Regions from separate parts of the Mus musculus genome. Here regions 1 and 3 are each linked to region 2. The links are chromatin contacts, called in public HiChIP or PLAC-seq and promoter capture Hi-C maps. All regions are on one chromosome and are shown on one strand. Each heading gives the region's core, a stretch centred on a gene start, on an enhancer-like site or on the middle of the called end of the contact. The rest is flanking DNA. Distances are from core to core; before and after follow the strand shown. Region 1 holds the start of Bcas3 (breast carcinoma amplified sequence 3). Region 2 holds the start of Tbx2 (T-box 2). Region 3 overlaps Bcas3 (breast carcinoma amplified sequence 3).

The links. Promoter capture Hi-C pulls out the DNA fragments that hold promoters and counts their contacts. HiChIP or PLAC-seq counts read pairs in DNA pulled down with a chosen protein or histone mark.
Region 1: a contact with region 2 is called in an H3K4me3 HiChIP or PLAC-seq map of craniofacial prominence, with 4 times the contacts expected there. The contact joins the promoter of Bcas3 here to the promoter of Tbx2 in region 2. A contact is called at or near these places in 7 of 39 promoter capture datasets (the 3T3-L1 cell line, the HPC-7 cell line, embryonic stem cells and 4 more), 1 of 15 datasets of contacts at CTCF or cohesin (embryonic stem cells), 2 of 484 Hi-C or Micro-C datasets (embryonic stem cells and liver), 17 of 115 datasets of contacts at active chromatin or transcription factors (craniofacial prominence, embryonic basal ganglia, embryonic fibroblasts and 12 more) and 3 of 9 other capture datasets (adipose tissue, liver and macrophages).
Region 3: a promoter capture Hi-C map of the HPC-7 cell line shows a contact between it and region 2. The contact joins the enhancer-like site here to the promoter of Tbx2 in region 2. A contact is called at or near these places in 20 of 39 promoter capture datasets (the 3T3-L1 cell line, 3T3-L1-derived adipocytes, the C10 cell line and 13 more), 2 of 15 datasets of contacts at CTCF or cohesin (CD8 T cells and large pre-B cells), 5 of 484 Hi-C or Micro-C datasets (the G1E-ER4 cell line, bone marrow-derived macrophages, embryonic stem cells and 1 more), 20 of 115 datasets of contacts at active chromatin or transcription factors (the NIH/3T3 cell line, T-cell acute lymphoblastic leukemia, bone marrow-derived macrophages and 15 more) and 3 of 9 other capture datasets (adipose tissue, liver and pancreatic islet).

What each region holds. Positions count from the first base shown.
Region 1 is chr11:85,350,990-85,354,917 of GRCm38.p6, reverse strand. Bcas3 (breast carcinoma amplified sequence 3) reads right to left here and starts at 1,754. Exons shown (of 24, transcript NM_001166643.1): 1 at 1,685-1,754; 2 at 1-30. The coding sequence starts at 25.
Region 2 is chr11:85,830,533-85,835,008 of GRCm38.p6, reverse strand. It overlaps Tbx2 (T-box 2), which reads right to left and starts at 2,394. Exons shown (of 7, transcript NM_009324.2): 1 at 1,508-2,394; 2 at 122-389. The coding sequence starts at 1,902. 2610027K06Rik (RIKEN cDNA 2610027K06 gene) reads left to right here and starts at 2,621. Exons shown (of 5, transcript NR_077059.1): 1 at 2,621-2,841. RefSeq lists a promoter at 1,869-2,859.
Region 3 is chr11:85,489,863-85,494,341 of GRCm38.p6, reverse strand. All of the region lies in intron 13 of Bcas3 (breast carcinoma amplified sequence 3), which reads right to left. Among named protein-coding and RNA genes, the nearest start is that of Bcas3, 140 kb to the right of the region's middle. Within about 2 kb of position 1,876, at least 69 of the 459 cell types and tissues checked have an H3K27ac peak or open chromatin away from gene starts, as enhancers often do. A contact at or near this core is called in the HPC-7 cell line, adipose tissue, bone marrow-derived macrophages and 4 more, where this site is marked.

The DNA.
Region 1 (3,928 bases), core at 505-3,004, 480 kb after region 2:
AATCTGTAGCCATTGTTTCATTCATGAGACCTGTTTCCAGAGAAAAGAAAAGTGTCAGAAGGAGAGGTGTACGATTATTCATTAAATATCCCTTTGCCAAACTGTGACAAACCATGAATTTTCCCAGAAACTTGTGGCCTAGATCTCTCAGAGACCTGCCAGCCCAACTGATAGGATTATAGGTGTGTACCCACCACACCCAGGAAGTTACTTTTCTTTTTTTAAGATAGGGTCTTACCCAGGAATTGAGGCTGACCTTGAACTATGCAGTATCTGAAAGTCAAGACAGTTCAGTCTTTGGCAGAATCTTCCTATAATTTATAACTAGGAGGAAAAGAGACAGAGAACTAAATGGGAACTATATAACACAGGATCACTTAGAAAAACAAATATAGGGCTGAAGAGATGGTTCAGGGGTTAAGAGCACTGACTGCTCTTCCACAGGTCCTGAGTTCAATTCCCAGCAACCACATGGTGGCTCACAACCATCTGTAATGGGTTATGAAGCGCTCTTCTGGTATATCTGAAGACAGCGACAGTGTACTTACATATATAAAAATAAATAAATCTTTAAAAAAAGAAAAATAAAGAAATGCAAATATAAAGCTCAGTGGGACATAACATACCAGCAGTTCCAGTTCCCAGGAGGCTGAGGCAAGGAAATTGCCTTGAGTTCAAGGGCAATGTAAGCCTGAGATTCTTAGTATTTTATTTTTAAAAATATAATAATAATAATAATAATAATAATAATTTAAAAAGCTGGTCACAGGTGGTGATGCATATGCATGCCTGAGAGGCAGAGGCAGGAGGATCAGGAGTTCAAAGTCAACCTTAAGGGCACAGCCATATAAAGACCAGATGGCCCATGTGAGCCTCAGAACAAATACACGTAACAGGATACCACTCTGCCTTCAGATAAATCTGTTGAGGACAGATAAAACTGTGTAGCCACATTTAAATAATATTTTAACCTCCAGCTATTGTAACGTAATCACCAGCGTGTAAACAAATTTGGAATATAAACTCGTATAATATAAGGAGCCTCTGGATTTTCCCACAGTCTAAGTAAGTCCCAGACCTTGACTATCTAATGAGTTTCTGAATCATAGAGGTGGTTTGGAGAGTACAGAGTCTGCTTCATTATGGTTAAAGGGGGACTGGCAACAGAACTAAAGATGTCTTACAAGGCTCAGGAAAGCCCACAGCCTAAAAGCATCACTTTTAAGAAGGGTTCACTGTACCACCTCATTTGAAAAACCCCAAACTGTTGATCCCCACATTCCTATACAACCCAAACAACCCATTGTCCCAACTAGTCCAGCTACCCCTTTCTTAGGCAGTACCTTTCACCAGACCCCTCAGTACTCTCATCTTCATTCCACCCTCTATTACCCGAACCAGTCTCCCCACCTCTGTCCTTTAAAGGCCTTGTCACTTGAGAACAGCTCCTCGAAAGCCCCTCGGGCCCCACTCTCCCCAAAGTCACGGGAACAACACTCCACACTTCACCTCCAAAGCCCTACCACCACTGCCCCCGGCCGCCCTCTGGCCTCTTGCCCAGCTCTCCTCCAGTTTCAGCACCTTTCCCCGTCAACTGGGGCTGGTCAAGCCCTGTTTCCTCATGCTGCCTGTCCCTTTCCCTCTCCAAACCTCCCCTAAGCCAAAGACCCGCCAGCCCTCTCACCGGCCGCTCCGCCGGTAAACGCTGTTCTCCAGCTTCAGGCTCACTGTTTGGAGTCTCCCTCGTGATTGACGGCTAGCACTTCCTACCACGCCTCGGCGGAACCACCGCATCAGCCAATCCCAGGAGCAAACTGGCCCCGGCGCGGCACCGCCCTTGGAGGTCAGCTTCGCCAACCAGCGAGTAGGAAAGAGGCGGACCCGCCTTCAGAATCCATCCAATCCGCTGGGGCTGGAGGGAAAACACAACAGTATGGAAGTTCGGGTGAAGCGGGTGGGTCAGGTTCGGTTGTGAATGCAGGCGGCAGGGGAGAAAAGGCAGGCGTGTCTGCGGGCCTGGAAGAGGCACCTTGGTGGATTTTCTGTTTTAAGGAAACGCTACATGCACCAAATACCTGCGGACCTCAGCCAGAAGTCTCCAGCGAGGAGCCCGAAGCCAGGTATACTGGTGTGTTTACATCGAATTCTCGCGACAGCTGATTTGAAGCTAAAAGCACGTGGACGTGGCAGCTGCCAATCACTTTTACCTGACCACTCAGGCTGCCCGAGCCCGCCCTCCACCCCGCCCGCGGCGCTGTGTTTACCTTCCGGGAGTCTAGGCTGGCAGTCCGTGTTCAGTCCCCTGCTGAGTACGTCTTGCTCTGAATAAGGGGGCCTGTAAGAAATTTTGTTGGAGTCCTTAATGGTTACTGTCATAGGAATGGATGTTCGTGAACATCTGGAAATGGAGAGGCCCCAGACTTTGGAAGGGGGAACTTGTTGCACAATATAGGGATCCATAGAGAGTCTAAGAAGACTACCTGGGGCTTTGCAAGATGGCATTGGATACGTCTTAAGGGTTCATGGAGTCTCAAGTAGTCGTAGGCCGGGAGCTCTTGCTTAAAGAAACCCACAATCACACTCCTAGCTTTCCCATATATCTTTCCCCTGAGCACCTAGTAACCTGTACCAAAATCTCTTTTTATGGGATTCCAGTAACACATGCACTATATTCCCTATATTCCCAGCACTGGTGTACATAACAAGTTCTAAGCCAGTCCAGTGCCACCAAGTTTGAAAACACTGTCCCTTCCAAAAAATCTTTTTTAATAAGATATAATTCTTTTAAAAATAATAAACGGGCCTGGAATTTGGACATGATGCTCCTGCCTAGATGTGGACTAGGCGGCTAGGTATGACCAACAAGGAATTCGTAAAAGTACCTTTGCCTATCATACAGGTTAAAGTAGACTTTTTAGGCATGTCATCAGTGTCAAGAGTTAGCTGGAGGTCGTGGTCAAGGCCAAAAAAACTCATTTCCATGGCCATATGTCTTAGTTAGGGTTTCTATTGCTGTGACGAAACACCAAGACCAAAAGAAACTCGCTGGCTGGGCAATGGTGGGGCACTCCGAACTCCGAGCACTTGGGAGGCAGAGGAAGGCAGATTTCTGAGTTCGAGGCCAGCCTGGTCTACAGAGTGAGTTCCAGGACAGCCAGAGCTACACAGAGAAACCCTGTCTCGAAAAAATAAACAAACAAAAAACTTGTTGAAGAAAGGCTTTATTTGACATACAGATCCTAAGTCCACTGAGGGAAGCCAAGACAGAAATTTAAACCAGGCAGAAACCTTGAGACAGGAGCTGTAAAAAGGCCTAGAAAAAGTACTGCTTACTGGCTTACTACTCATGGCTTGCCCTGCCTGATTTTTTATAGACTCCAGGACCACCACTCCAGATACAGCACTATCCACCATGGCCTCAATCACTAATTAAAATGCCCTACAGGCCCGCCTAAGAGCCAGATCTTATCTTGTGGAAGCATTTTTTTTTCAACTGAGGTTACCTCCCCAAAAATGACCATATCATTCACCCAAATGATAAGGGACGTTTTTCCTTATTGAGCTCTTCATAGCTTAGAATCAAAAGAAGAGGGAATGAGTGGGAATGTTTATGAATAAGAACATTACTTCTATCCATCTCCAACTTGCAGTGTGGACATGGATCCAAGGTAGACATACAGTCCAGTGGCTACGAACATTCCTGACTTAAATGTCTTAGTGGACCGCAGTAGCAACAGGAAAGGATTTTTTTTTTCCTCTTCTGATTCTCTCAGACTAGGCAAGTTGTCTCTGGATGAGGCTCTAGGGTTTCCTGAGATAGGCAGAAAATGGGCAGATGCTGTAGCCATGTGATGAACTGATACAGCTGTCTTCTAGTTTTAACCCTTTGTGGTCTCAAAACCTCCTCTCAGGGCTTGTGAGATGGTTC
Region 2 (4,476 bases), core at 1,145-3,644:
GCACTGTGGGTGGGGGGTGTTCAACTAATGCTCCCCTCTAGAAATCCTCTAGCTTCCTTCTACCCACTCGACTGTGGGGGCCCCTGGGCTCTCAACACCTTCCCAACCTGCCCACACTCACAAAGCCATGCTTGTCAGAAATGTTGTTGGTCAGCTTCAGTTTGTGGAAGGCCACAGGCTTGGCCATCCACTGTTCCCCTGTGGCCGGACTGTCCGGGTGGATGTACATGCGTTTAGGCATCTCGGGGTCGGCTTTGCCTGCCACCATCCAGCGGGAGTTGTGAAACTTATAGCGGCAGTCATCGGCAGCCACGATGTCCATTAGCAGGATGTATTTGGCTTTCTTGTCCAGGCCGCTGACTCGCACCTTGAAGGGGGGGAACATCCGCCTCGGAGGGAGGGAAGGGGGACATGCCATTGGGACCCGGCTCTTTTTTGTCCCTTTACCTTCCCGACAATGACATGACATCCTACTTGAAGCTTCCCTATCTACATAATTTGTCACAATGTCCTCCACTTGTGCTGTGTTGCTACCTGGAAAGACCCAGCCTGTGCTTCTTACTCCCAAGACATCCTATTTCTGCCGGCCAGAGCCTGTTTTGTAAAGCTTTGGATGCGTTTTGCACTCAGTCTGGAGACCTTTCCTCCACTCTGATCTAAGATGAGGGTTGATGCCCAGGAAAGGAAACTAGGCCCTTTAGAGATACACTAGGCTTTTCTGAATTGCCTTGAAATTCGTAGAGAGGAAATAAACTCTTGGGACAGGGCTTGAAGAAATAAACTATCAAGGTCTTTGTCTGGGAGAAACGATTTAGAGGCTTAATCAGGGAACCCTAGCCTAGAATTTCGGGGGAACAGGGTGAACCTGAGGCCTGGACTTTCAGAGACTGGAGTGCTGGGAAGATTGGGGATTTTATTTTTCTTCTGGCTTTAAGGCCTCAAGAGGTGGCTGGTCCAGTGCTCCAAGCTCCAAGGACAAGCAAGACTCTCTCCAAGGCCTAGCTGTGGGCTGGACAACTCTCTGCCGGAACCAAGTGGTCAGCCTGGAGCTAGCAGGAGGCGGGATGCTAGTCCCACTATGGACTCCAGTGATCAGAGCGGAGAATCCGGGAAAGATCCCTTTTCTTAGGAACTTCCAGACCGTCCAGGAGACGGAAAAAACAAAAACAAAAACAAAACAAAACAAAACAAAACAAAACAAAAAAAAAACAGTGAGACCGCAAGGGGCTGTGGAGACCCGCCAGAGTCTCCGGGGCTTTGAGACTCAGAACAGTTGGGACTATTCTTTAGGAACGTGTTTTCGTTTTATTTCAATCGAGAGATGTTTGCTTTTCTTTTTCTTTTTTAATTCGCTCCGGAGCCAAACGGAAAAAAAAAAAAGTCAGCTTGCTTGTCTGTGGAAAGGAGTGTGGCGCCAGGGCCGGAGCGGGGGCAATCCGAGAGAGCATCGACCCAGTGGTGGTGGGTGCTGTGCGGTCCCCGAGCCCGCCCGCCCGGCCCGTCCTACCTCCCGGACTTGGTGATGACCATCTCGGTGCCCAGCTTGTGGAACTGGTCCCACAGCTCCTTGGCCTCCAGCGTCACCTTGGGGTCGTCCTCCACCTCGTCCTCGGGTTCCAGGCTCTTGAGCGAGCGCAGATGCGCGGCGGGCGGGTGCGGGCCGAGTGCCGAGACGTGCAGCCCCGCCTCGGCCGCCGCCGCCGCCGCTGCTGCCGCGGCCGCCGCCCCCGCCAGGCCCGGGTCCGGCAGAGGCTTGCCTAGCGCGCCGGGCGGCAGCGCTAGCGCCGGGAAGAAGGAGGGCTGCGCTGCCGCCAGGAAGGCGGACATGGGGAAGTCGGCGGGCCGTGGCGCGTGGAACGGGTGGTAAGCCATGGCGCTGGCTGCCAGCGCCGGCTCTCTCATCGGGACATCCGGCCCAGGCTCCTGGGAGCCGGGGCCGGGGCCGGGGGCGCGCGCCTCGGACCCCCGGCCCGGGCGGCGGCGCGCGCGGAGGACGGACGGCCCGGGCGGCGGGCGCGGCAGCGGCTTCTCCCGGCTCCCCGTCCCGCGCACCTCAAGGGGCGCAGGGCTCTGGACGCGGGGGCGGAGGGGGCGCTGCGCGGGGCTGGGCTGGGCTGGGCTGGGCTGGGCTGGCCGGCTCCGGCGCCGGGGACCACGCGCGACTGGTTAGATCTTGTCCTGATCTCTGGAAAACTGTGACTATCTCACATGTCCTGCCCTGTTCGGATCCCCTGCGCTAACGAGCCAGGCCCCCCTTGATTGCTGATTTTACGCTTTTTGGACCAATTGTGGGTCTCCGGGGGCGGGGTTTTGACAGCTCAGGCCAAGCTCTGGACGGGAGGGGAGGCCAGGGAGAAGGTGTCGGAAGCCTCAGCAGTAAGAAAACATGTCAACAGAATAAAATATTAACCAATGACGGGCCAGCGGGCCCCGAGACCCCTCCCCCTGGCCTGGCCCCCACCTCGCCGCCCGCGCCCGCCGCTGCCTGGGCGAGGGCTGGAAAGCGCAGAGGACCGATCTGACCCGCCGTAAGGGCCTGAGGCAGGGGGCGCCCGGGTCCCGGGGCCTTGGGGAAGGACCCCCTAGCCGCATGCCGGCCCCAAGTGCAAAGCATTGACACGTTCCGGAGAGGAGAGGGGGCGCCCTTTCCCTCCCGCGCCGGGAGGCCCGGCCGCTCTTGCCTGCGACCCAGCCTGGCCTCCCACCCCACTCCCGGTCACCGCCCCGGGTCCATGCACTTCAGAGGGAGGCTGCGGGCACTGGAAAGCGAGGCCGGTGGGCGGGCAAATCAGGAGGCTCGGGCGGCCGAGGTCCCGGAGCCGAATCAGGTGTCCGGAGCCGGTGAGTGGGGAGCCATGGCAGAACCCTGATGGGGCCGGCACGGGCGGGAACGGGACGCCGCCTTGCGCTGGGGAAACGAAGGGTCCCCACCCCCACCTGCTCCTCCCCTCGTAGACTCAGGAACCTGGGGTTCCAGAAGGGCCGGGCATTTAGCCTAAAGAAGGTCTGTGTCAGGTCACTAAGCCAAAACCTTCTGGCGAGTAGGAAAATGGATCCTTGGGACCAGGTAGGTGAGCGCACCTTCTACAGAGCCCAAGGCGGTGCCGCGCTAGTTGATCCTAGAACTCAGATTCTCCACACGCGCCAGAAGGAATTTTCGCCGCATCCGGTACTGGAGATGCAAGCCCATCTATCTCTTCCTAAACTCTGGCATCTTTTCTTCTCAGTCACTTCTCTAGAGATTGTTTCCGTCCCTTGGAAGCTCAAGGCTCCCTAGTTCAGGAAAGCTGAGTAATGCGGATGGGAATCGAGGTGTTTGCCAGCAAGTGTGAACACCCCCTTCGACGATCAGTCTTCGTTATCTCTCTGGCAACAGCCCCAATGCATCTTCCTCTCTCTCTCTCTCTCTCTCTCTCTCTCTCTCTCTCTCTCTCTCTCTCTCTCTCTCTCTCTCTTTCTCTCTCTCTCTCTCTCTCTCTGTGTGTGTGTGTGTGTAAAACCATAATCAGGTGTGCCCAGAGTAAAACGATCATACACTTGCCTGTTTAGGGTTGAGGCTCACACCCTTGTGCTTGTTGGGGAGGGGAAGCAGGGTGTGAACTAGCCACAGTGGATACTCCCACCCTCCCAACCAGTATAAGCGAATTCTGCCGCTCCAGCCCTATGTCCCCGTGGTAGGCACCTACCACGTAAGTGGCCCAGGCAGCTTGCCCCTCCGCTGCATACACCAGGTCTTCAGGCACTTGGTAGCTGACCGCCCAGAAAGGCGTTTAAAAGCTAGTTGCCCCCGGCAGTACGGGGTTGAGACCAGCAGGAGTCGTTTGGCCTCCACGACCTTTTTTCCTATACATCTGAGCCAACACCAGGCGCTTGTAATTCTTCATAACCCTGTGCGCGCCTGCCCCACTGGGTTTTTCTTCAGGACCTTACTCCTAGGTCGCTTTTCTCACTCTTTTCTCTGCCCACAGTGAACCTTCAGCTCTAGCTTCGCGGTGTTCGCAGCCGGTGAGAGATCCATTGCAGCTTTGCACTGCTTCCAATTCAGACAGGATGTGGCTCCTCCAGGAGAGATGTGTCTGAACACACTTGGACAGTTAGTGAGGTGAACAAGAAGTAGTCAGTTCAGCTTTCCGAGTTGGCAGGACATTTGCTAAGTTGTGTGTATGGGGACAGGCACTTTAGTACCTTGTAAAAATGTGTATGTATCGAAGTATGTATTTTGGTCATTTTCCTGGGTAGCATACAGTAGCTGGTCTACCCGTTTAGGCCTGAGAGTTAAAACATGAAGGTCTGAGTTATTGGTCCACGAAATCGGACAGCTGTCGCCCAGTGGCTACATTAGGGGATCTGAATCCCACCTATAGAGCTAAGGACCTGCGACTGGTCAGAGACGTTTTCAGGGCAGGTTGGGTTTCCACCAACAGCTCCAGCCACCCCCCCACCCCCACCCCCATCACGTAGTCACCTGGATGACCT
Region 3 (4,479 bases), core at 627-3,126, 340 kb after region 2:
TCATGTAGGACATTAATTAGTGGAGTGAAATTTAAGTTCATGTTGATTAATTTATCTGCTTGTCTGCGTACTTTTTCTTTGCTTGAGTAGAAGAACGTTTATTTTTACTTTGGGTTCTTACTATACTACTACTATTACTACAACTATCCTCCTCTTCCTCCTCCTCCTCTTCCTCCTTCTCCTCCTCTTCCTCCTCCTCTTCCTCACCATCATCACCACCACCACCATCATCATCATTTTTCGAGACAGGGTTTCTCTGTGTAGCCCTGGCTGTCCTGGAAATCACTCTGTGGACCAGGCTGGCCTCGAACTCAGAGATCCTCCTGCCTCTGCATCATCCCCAAAGCACCTAAATCTTTAGCCTAATGACACAAGAGCGCTGGGGGAAGGCATGTCCCACCACAGGCTGGCGCTTTAGAATTATTTTAAGTGGGCTGGGGAAGAATGAGAACACGGTTTCCAGCTACCGTAAATTAGCAGTTGAGTTTCCCGTTTTTGAGGAAATCCCAGGGTTGGCAGAGCCATAGTGCAACAGATGGAAATGGCCTTCTTGGTCATGGTATCTGCCCTTCTAGGGAAATAAGAAAATTCTCTTTTTAATATTGAGCTTTAAGCTGTTGTTCTGAGAAATAATCCCTTTTTATTCTAAATTGACTGTTCCATAGTGCATGCTGCACACACCTAACTTCCAAGGTCTGTTCTTTTCTTTTATTGTGTTGAGTGTTTTGTTGACACACAGTAATAAAGGGCATGAGTAAGTGGCACAGAAGTAAGGCCTATCACTAACATGGGAGGATACAGTCCATCTAAAGGTGAGATTTCCCTGGCTAACCATTTTTCTGGCTATATACATTTTAATCAATGAAAAGTAGCAACCATTATATTAATTTAATAATGGGTAATAATTAATAGACACATTAGGTTCTCTCCCACCATATCTAGGAATGGCCATGAGGTGCCCTCACATGCCTGTCTTACTGAGAGCCACCCTGTGTGTGTCTATGCTCCGTCCCAGCCATGCTGAGACTCAAGGCATGCATGCTGTTCCCACTCCTGCTTTCTGCTCAGTCACAGAAGTCTGAATAAGCCAACTCAGCTGCCATCTTCTGATTCTACCTTTCCACAAAAATCAGTTTGGGGCACTTAACAAACAACAGAAACATTTTGTAATGGGAGAGAGAGAGGGAGGAAGGGAGGGAGGGAGGGAGAGAGGGAGGAACGGAGGGAGGGAGGGAGGGAGAGGGAGAGGGAGAGGGTGAGTGTGTGTGTGTAAATGTACACTCACAACATTCTCCTCAGAATGAGCATGTAAATGAAGGGCTGACTGAATCAGGCCACTACTGTTCTACATGTGAGTAGCAATCACAGCTGAGCATTTTAAATATGGTCTTTCTGGTTGTTTCTAAGTCAACCTCTCTTGTAGAGCAATAGTCCTTACCATCTGCACCTCTATATGCACACAAATCCTACCTCAGATGCTGTCCTCTTCCATTCATCCAAATTTGGCTTCCTAGTCTGTAATGAGTCTATACGCTCCACAAAACGTTTAGAACATAAGCACTTGAAAAGGCAGAGGAAAGGAAGAAACAGCTAGTGCCTGTCTACAGAATCAAGTGCTTTTCTTAATATACAGTTTCCTCTTTTACATACGTACTGAAAACAGTAAGCTCTTTTTTTTTTTCTGGAAAACAAGTTTTAAAGCACATATACATAAAAGGAAAAAGTCATACAGCATAGACTGCGGCTTGAGAACTATTTATGCAGCATCAGAAGACTAAACCAGACGCTGGCCTGGCCATAAACTAAACCCACGCCCCAAACGAGGTGCCAAGCCACAAAAAGCATTTGCGTCATCTGGGAATACAAGGAAAAGAAGGGCTTCTAATTATAGGGCCTGGAAGCGGAAGCCCAGAGTGATTAGCTATTTAGGCGCTGCTGTGTGTTTATCTGGAAGCTTCCTCTCGCTCACTTGAAGCCTCAAGTTTGATAGATGAGCTTCAGTGTTGGCGGGTGGGGGCTGACGCCCTGATAGTACGTGGTGTTCTCTAGCGTCTGAGGGGGCTGCAGAGAGTGAGCTTAGCTGAGGCTGTTGTGGCTTCTGCAGAGCTAAGTCTTTTCACATGGGCGAAGCTGGTCAGACCAAAGAGTGAAATTAAAGACTAGCAAAACAGCAGTGAGCACAGGCTATAAAATCTTGGAAACATGATTTGCCCTTTTTTCCAAAATCCTATTTATAACACCTATCTAATTGAATGGTTCTTCAACATGTACACACACGGGAATTCAAAGACAAATTACCAGTTATTCACACTCTCTTCCAAAAGAGTCATAAGCAGAGGACAGGGTCAGACACAAGTCTTAATGGGACATCACACTGTAGTACTCATAAAACAAGATTTACCAATTATATTTTATCATTAATTTTTGCAAGGTGTTATATCTGACCTATACTTGTAAACTTTCAGTGGCACAAAGTCAAATTTGTAAAATAAATAAAAAGTAGAATCTCAGTATTGATAGAAAACCAGTGGTCTCAAAGCTCAAAGTCCCCAAGTACACAGAGTCCACTTCTGAATTGCTTTCTCCCACCACAGTTATCTGTCTGTCTCTCTGTCTCTCCCCCTCTCGGAAGCTTTGGTTTTGTTGTTGTTGTTTGTTTGTTTTTGTTTGCCATGTTGTAGCTAGAGCCACATAACGCACGCTCCCTATTTCCGGCCTAAGCATCTAACCCTAGAGCATGAATTTCTCCAGCAGTCACTTAGGCTTTTTAAAGACACTGATAATCAACCCCATCAATGTACTCTTCCGATTTAGGAAACAAGAATGTAAATCTTTATAAAATGCACTACAAAACATCCTGTGAGAAACACTGAAGGAAACAGCGCTAAGAAAACAAAAGAGATGATTGAGTTGATGTCATTCCTAGAGTTGTCTATATCTGTAACCAACATAGGTTCAAAAGAAGGACGATATTACACACATACATTGCACTTCTGACTCATTTTTTCCTTTAACATACATGCAGCCACCTAACCTCAGCAGTTAGAGAATAAAAGATTGAACTCTGAGGTTTTTAGGATTATGGAAGTGCCTATGGCTCTCTCCCTCCGGTTTCAGTGTTGAACACTGTGACCTGGGCATGCCTGCACCAACAAAACGCCAGGCCTCAGGCCTGAGCTGCACAACAGAGCCTATGTCATAATCCCCAAAATAATTACTGTAACGTTACAATCTGCAGTAGGTCTGTGTTATCAAATAGAAAATTGTAATATACTTATATTTAAGTATATGTTTATAAGTCCCTTATTTTTCCAAATGTTTAAGTTATTCTTATTATACATCAGAATATATTCCTATTTTCTTGAGCCTTATTACAATGAATGTATTCATTTTTAAGAGCTCATTTTTATGAGTCTAATACATCAACACAGTTGTTATCAAAACTAAGACAGAGGCGTCAGAAATGTATTGCTAATGTGTGCAACTGTCCATCGCCTCCCCATCACCAGGCTAACCACAGACCTCTTTCTTGAAATGAATTCATACTGCCTGCTTTAGGACTGAGACGGTGTGTAAGACCTTGTCAAAGAGCACCCACACAGGAGTTCTGGGTCTGTTCACCAGAAGCAACAGCAGCAGTTGGCTTGCTTACAGCACAGAATAGGACATGCTGCGGTCTCTGTATCCATTCTCCAGTGGTCCCCGCTTTCTGAACACTGTCACTCAAACTGACTGCTATTTATTCAGTATTCAACACTACTTTCTGTGTGGCTGCTTTACTTCTATGAGTTTATTATGGAAAGGCAAGATGCTGTGGTCAGATATTAAATGCTTGACAATGCCAAACTCTGTTTTGAAAATGACAATCATCTTACATTTCCCAGATGCTTACAAATTTCAACCACTGTCTATCCTTTGAAATTGTAATCATCCTAGTGGCCAATCTGTTATGTTTCCTGGTTTTACTTTGCATGTTGCTCCACTCTACGGATATTTACATCGTGACTTTCACAAATTTCAAACTGAGTTTTCTTTTCACATATCTTGTTTGCTTAGAATTTATTTTACTATTTCTAGCTCTGAGCAAGCAGAGACACGTGAGTGAGGGCAGTCATCCCCCCTCTGCGTCCAGGGGAGAGCACTGGGGCCGCTGGAGCTGCCCTTGTTTTGGATGACAGCTAATTCTTTAACAGCGAGAGGCATTTCCCCCATCTCTGAGTCAGGGGGTATATAACCTGCACTCTCTTTTTTGAAGTTTCCCTGTCTCAGATTTAAAATTCTGTGATCTATTCCAAGTTGATTGTGTGTATGTTTTTAATTAAAGGAATATCCTGTTTTCCCAGCCAAATTCACTAAGAACATTATACTTGTCTTGATAAATTAATTCTATTTTTCTTAAAAAAATTAATAGATTATTCTATTCCTACCTGTGTTTAACCATACAGTCTTTATTTTGTATATATAAATAGTTTTATTCAT